Regions from separate parts of the Mus musculus genome. Here region 2 is linked to region 1. A link is a contact called in public HiChIP or PLAC-seq data. All regions are on one chromosome and are shown on one strand. The core of a region is the stretch at or near the end of the contact, and the rest is flanking DNA. Distances in the headings are between cores, read along the strand shown.

Region 1 (2,683 bases), core at 137-2,636:
TGTCCTGTGAAATCTATGTATGTGTGTGGTGGTGGCAGTGGTGGCAGTGGAGGTGGCGGTGGGTGAGGGGACCCAGCAGAGCTGGAATGAGCGTGAACCGCGCTAGCACGAAGTCTCACCATCATCCGTGGGGTCTCGGAAGGATCCTGACCGAATCATTCCCTTGGGTCTCTCGGCCAGGGACAGGGTGCTCCCCATTTGGGAGCCGCTGTACAGCTCGAAGGCCGCCTCGTGGGTGGGGATGCTGTTGGATCGGGTGATTCTTGGCGTGGTGGCCGCAGTGGGACTCACTGGAAGGACAGAGGGGAGGGGGAGGGGCGTGGGAGGGGGAGGCAGGAAAAGAGGCAGGGTCATCAGCTCTCTGGTCCCTTGTGGGGACGGAGCAGGAGTCATTGAAAGGCAAACGGGAAGAAGGGAGGAGAGGAAGGAGCAGTAGGTGGGGCCGTGGGGGTGTGCAAGCAGCTGGAGGTTAGGAGTGGCCCCTCCTGGGAAGGTTGGGCCCTGATGGAGAAGGACTCCATGGTCTGTACTAAGGATCTTCCTTGAATGCTTGACTGCCTTGGAGTGGTTGCTTTTGAAGGTTAGGCTGGGGGCCTGGCCACTTTCCCGAAACCTTCACATCACCAGGATGTGCTGATGAAAATGGGATGTGCGGTTCTCAAAAACACAAGCTGTCTTAGGGGTGGACTGAGAACTCAGACCAAGACTCAGATCCAAGTGAGGAAACAAACCAGGCTTCAGAGAGGCTACGGAATCCACACCTGTGAAATGGGTCAACCACAGAGGCCAACCCCACTTTCCCTTGCTAGATGGATGCCTTTCAGGGGTCAGAGCCTGTGGTGTTCCCCTGTCGGACCTCTTGCCTCCATGCAGGTATGTGGGTGTTCACCCTCCCTGCCTACAAAGACCTGGGGAGAAGAAGTCACCCCTCTGTCTTGGCCCTCAGGAACTAGTAAGATCGTTACTGTTTAGCCCAGTCCCTCATTCGACAGCATGAATGGCTTTTATTCTTGTTTGGCCTTTAATGGAGACAGAAAACAGGCTGATAAGCCCACAGAAGCCAAATGACTCTTCCTTAGGCATAAAGGACCCCCATTCCTAGTTTTCTTCAAATTCCCCACAGTCCCTGCATCGAAAGATGTTACAAGTCCTCTTTGGGGAAAAAACAAAACAAAACAAAAACCAACCCAAAACCTGCTTCCCCCCTCCCTACCCCCCTTAGTTGAGAGGAGAGATGGACTTAAGAGATACAGCAAGCAAATGGCAGGTCTACTCCAGACCTAGTCTAAAGAGATTCCTATTAAACCAGTCATGGCACAGTGCTTCCCAGAACCAGGGCTGGTGTGGGCCTGAGCTGGAGCCAGCCCCTCCTCCTGTAGCCTGTTTTCCCATCCCGTCTGAGTCACAGAGCCACTTCCTTCTCTCCAAAGGCTTTAAAGAGGGTGTGGTGTGTCTAGGGCGTGTCTTAGTCAGCCTGCCTTTAGGGCTGAGATAGCCTGGGCTCAGCCCGAGCAGTTGGTAGAGCTGGACTTTTCTGGTGACAGACTTCACTCTACAATCAACCCTTGTCTGTCTTCAGCTCACCAAACCCATAGGTTGGTATTGCCCTCCCAGCAGCTGCCCGGGACAGTACTGTCATGGACTTTCTTAAGCTCAGGGTCTTAGTGTATGGATTGCCCTGCTTGTCATTCAGACCCTCTGATGCCATCAGGACCCTATAGCTGTGTCCAGGGACAACCTTTTAGTCTAAGACCTTGGAACACTTTGCCTTCATCTTTAGTTTGGGTTGGTAAACTGAGGCACCATGAAGCAACCCCACTACAACAGGAGCCAAAATGCCTAGTTGTTTTGCTGCCTCACTCACTCTGCAGGGTGAGCCCCGCCTCATCTCTTGCCACAGTGAATGACTGCAGATACTGACCTATGTTGGTAAGCTGGCCCTTTGCACTCAAGGACATGGAGAGAGCAGGGGGGGATGGCAGCTCTGCCTGGTCGTCGGATTCTGGAAGCCCACCGGCAGTGTGGGAGTGCCGCCTCTCCTTGGTCTCCTCCTGGGACTGAAGCTGGTACCTGAAGAAGTAGCAAAGAGACACAGTCTGAGCTGCTACAAAGTGACATCAGAGGTTTGGCTGTGTGAGGGATGGCTAAGCTAGGGGTAGGAGGGGACTTTGGAAGAGGGACAAGGAAAAGGAGGATCGGTCGGAGGCAACCCAGGATTGTCCCCTGAAAGCTCCTGAAGGGGACAGGGTGGATGGAGGTTTTAGAAATTCCTCCACAGAGCAGGGCTCTATGGTGCCACATGGAGGCAGGTGACACATGTCCCCATGTATCCAAGTCAGTGGTATCTGACAGTGGAGGATCCACACCCCCTGTCCCTTGCCTATGTGCGTGGTCTCAGAAGTCCCCTGTGAGGGGATGAACTGCATCGAGGCAGTTCATAGGGCTGTGGTAACTTTGGACAACTGTGGTGGTTTGAATGTAAATGGCCCCCCAGAGGCTCACAGGGAGTAGCACTATTAGGAGTGGCCTTATTGGAGTGGGTGTGAAGTTGGAGGAAGTGTGCCACTAGGGGTAGTCTTTGAGGTCCCAGATGCTCCAGCTAGGCCCACTGTGGCTCACTTGGTTTCTAAGGCCTGCTGAACTCTCTGCTCCTCCTCCAGCACTATGTCTGCCTGCATGTTGA
Region 2 (2,683 bases), core at 51-2,550, 280 kb before region 1:
AGCAACTCCCGAGATGCACACAGATTTTAACAAATTGTGGTGGACACCTTCTGTCCACCAGAGCAAAGTATAATTTATGCGACTGGACAGTGGAGACAGTTGAGCTACCGAGGCCTCAAAGCAACTGCTGGGCGATCTTTTGGTACCCTGGACTCCCGGCTCTTGCCTGCCTGCGCTGGCACAGTTGTAATCCAGGGTGCCTGGGCAGAGAGCCAGAGGGAATTTTCCACCTGCTTGCCTATGTTTTCTGTTCTGTGGTCTGGAGCCTGGGCCTGGGGAGGGGCAGGTCCCCCTAGGTATTTGGAGTAGAACTCCTGGGTTGTTTGGGGACCCTTTCCTTACTTCACAACCCAACTGGGTCTCTTGTCTCCTCCCTAGAAGAGATGCAGGGATAGATGAGGCTTTGGGAAGGTTGGTCCCTGGAAGCAGCCTGGACTGACTGAGCCCCTGCCTTGTGTGGATGATGCTTATACAGTGACACCAAGATGTGCTAATGGGCAAACCTTGTGTCACAAAGGGAAATGGTAGCCAAGTCAGGGCTTAGAGCCAAGTTTCCAGGTTCACAGTCCAGTATCTGTCACCACTCTCTGTCCTAGGGAGTCTCCCTCCCCCATCCCTTCTCCATCACTATCTGAAGCAGGTTAAAGGTGTGACACCTCTCCTCACATACTCCCTAGGTCAGAACCAACAAAAGTCAGGACAGAAGAGCACATGTGTCCAGACAATGCTTGAGCTTCGCGTAGCCCAGAGCCTTCAGAGGACAAAGACCCCGAAAGGAAATCCTCTCTGCTGAGGAAGGATGGAGAACAAACAGCTGGAGCAAAAATATGTCTGGACACAGGAAAGGGATGGAGCTGGAAAAAGTGGACCCAGCAAAGCTGGTCACCCATTTAGATTCCTCCTGTGCTCGCTGTAGCCTGTCCTCTTCCTGCCATGGAATCCCCTCGGCACAGGGTCTCTAGCGGAGAAAGAAGAGATCGGCTTTCTTTAAGTTTTATGTGACTTTCGGGGAGAGGGTGCCTAGTGTCTGAGATCTACCTTGGGGAAGATTTCTAACATTTATCACTGAGTTTGGGAGAACAAAGGGTTAGGAGACCTAAAGGCAGGAGCTAACTTGGAGCCTTCAGGACTTCTCCAGAGTCTGCACCATGCTGAGATGCCATACTTGGGGTTATCATGTTCTGAGCCCAACACAAGGTTATCAGCGTCCTGGACCAGTGACCTTTTACTCCCTGTACCAGTTCAACACAGGGAGTGGCCTGGCCTGGCCTGGCCTGGCCCTGCACACCTCAGAGCTAGCAGCAGCCTTGCTGGCTCCCACCACTTTCAGGGTGTCCTTACCTCTGTGTGGTGTCCTCAGGGTGAGGGTTAGGCAGGGCTGCTCCACCAAACAATGCTGGAGGTGGGGGTGGGGAGAATTGAAACCACTGGTGACCCCGGAAGACTAAGGGCGGGGGAGGAGACCAGAGACTATGGACCAGAGTGCTAGGTGGCTCTGTGGGGCCCACTTGAAGCCTTTTTCTCCCCACTCCCTTTACCTTGCTAGAAACTCAACCCTATCCCTACCCCAGATCACCAGTGGGAGTGAAGCCAGCAGAGTCCTGGGGCTCAAGCCTGGAATCCTGTATCTCTCCCCTCTGGGGTTAGGTGACCAGGCACACCTATGCCTCCCTCCCTGGAGTAAACAGCAAATGGAAAGCCAAGGGCAGGGGTGGGGTGAGGCTGAAACTGGGTGCAGAGAGCCGGGTGAGTCATGTGCATTGTAGCTCTCAGGGACTAGAGGGGGGTGGAGATGGAGAGGACACAGCGGGGAGCAACACAGCTGAGGACACAGAACAGGACCAACTGGGTGTCCTACCTACACACACACACACACACACACACACACACACACACACACACACACACACACACCCGCCTCCCCCACTCCCTGCTCCCGGCACTCTCTAACTGGCATTTGGAAAATGATCTTCCAACCTCTTTTGGGCGATTTGTCTTGTTGAGGAAGGAGTCTGACCACCCCTATAGGTTTTCCAGAGAGGACAAATGACTTATCGAGAGACACAGAGAGCCGTCTTGAGGCTCCAAAATCATCCATGAGTTTAAATCCCGGAACCACAGATCTTCTCTGTCCTGCCAGGACGAGGACTCGTAAGGGTCTGCAGTTACATTCATGGCTAAGATGCAGACAAGCGACAGTAGTTCCTGGGTGGAGTGGATCAGTTTCCTGACGTCAGCAATCCCTGGAAGCCCTGCCCGGCAGTATGACATCACAGGGCTGGATCCCTTGGAGGTGGGAAGAAAGATCCAGTTCTGCCTCTTGCAGCTGCACAGTGCAGTCAGATGGGGTAGGTCTGTCAACTGTAGGGTTACTGGTACCCTCTGCTACCCACCTCCCAGGAGCGCTTGCCCTGGGTGACTGAGTCAGCTCTCTAGCAGTGGTGAGTTGTGAATAACCTCGGCTGAGCATTTGCTGACAGCACAGAGTATTGTGGTGTAAGTGGTGGAATTTTGAGAATTCATGGTATCGGTTATCCTGGTTCCTCACCAATCAGCTGTGAGATCTGGGCTGGGCCTGTCCTCACTGAATGGCTTCTGTAAATCAGGACTGACAATACCTACCCATGGACTGTTGTGTAGATGAAATGAGATGACCCGATTGTCCCTCAGGCACAATGCCTGG

Evidence for each region. HiChIP or PLAC-seq counts read pairs in DNA pulled down with a chosen protein or histone mark.
Region 2: a contact with region 1 is called in a FOXA1 HiChIP or PLAC-seq map of pancreatic cancer cells. The contact joins two enhancer-like sites. A contact is called at or near these places in 1 of 39 promoter capture datasets (hippocampal neurons), 1 of 15 datasets of contacts at CTCF or cohesin (the NIH/3T3 cell line), 2 of 484 Hi-C or Micro-C datasets (cardiomyocytes and myocytes), 2 of 115 datasets of contacts at active chromatin or transcription factors (bone marrow-derived dendritic cells and pancreatic cancer cells) and 2 of 9 other capture datasets (adipose tissue and liver).

Annotation. Positions count from the first base shown.
Region 1 is chr1:135,465,720-135,468,402 of GRCm38.p6, forward strand. Nav1 (neuron navigator 1) reads right to left here. Exons shown (of 30, transcript NM_173437.2): 9 at 1,922-2,070; 10 at 120-290. Among named protein-coding and RNA genes, the nearest start is that of Mir1231, 12 kb to the left of the region's middle. Within about 2 kb of position 1,387, at least 94 of the 459 cell types and tissues checked have an H3K27ac peak or open chromatin away from gene starts, as enhancers often do. A contact at or near this core is called in pancreatic cancer cells, where this site is marked.
Region 2 is chr1:135,181,876-135,184,558 of GRCm38.p6, forward strand. No RefSeq gene overlaps it. Among named protein-coding and RNA genes, the nearest start is that of Gpr37l1, 16 kb to the left of the region's middle. Within about 2 kb of position 1,301, at least 80 of the 459 cell types and tissues checked have an H3K27ac peak or open chromatin away from gene starts, as enhancers often do. A contact at or near this core is called in pancreatic cancer cells, where this site is marked.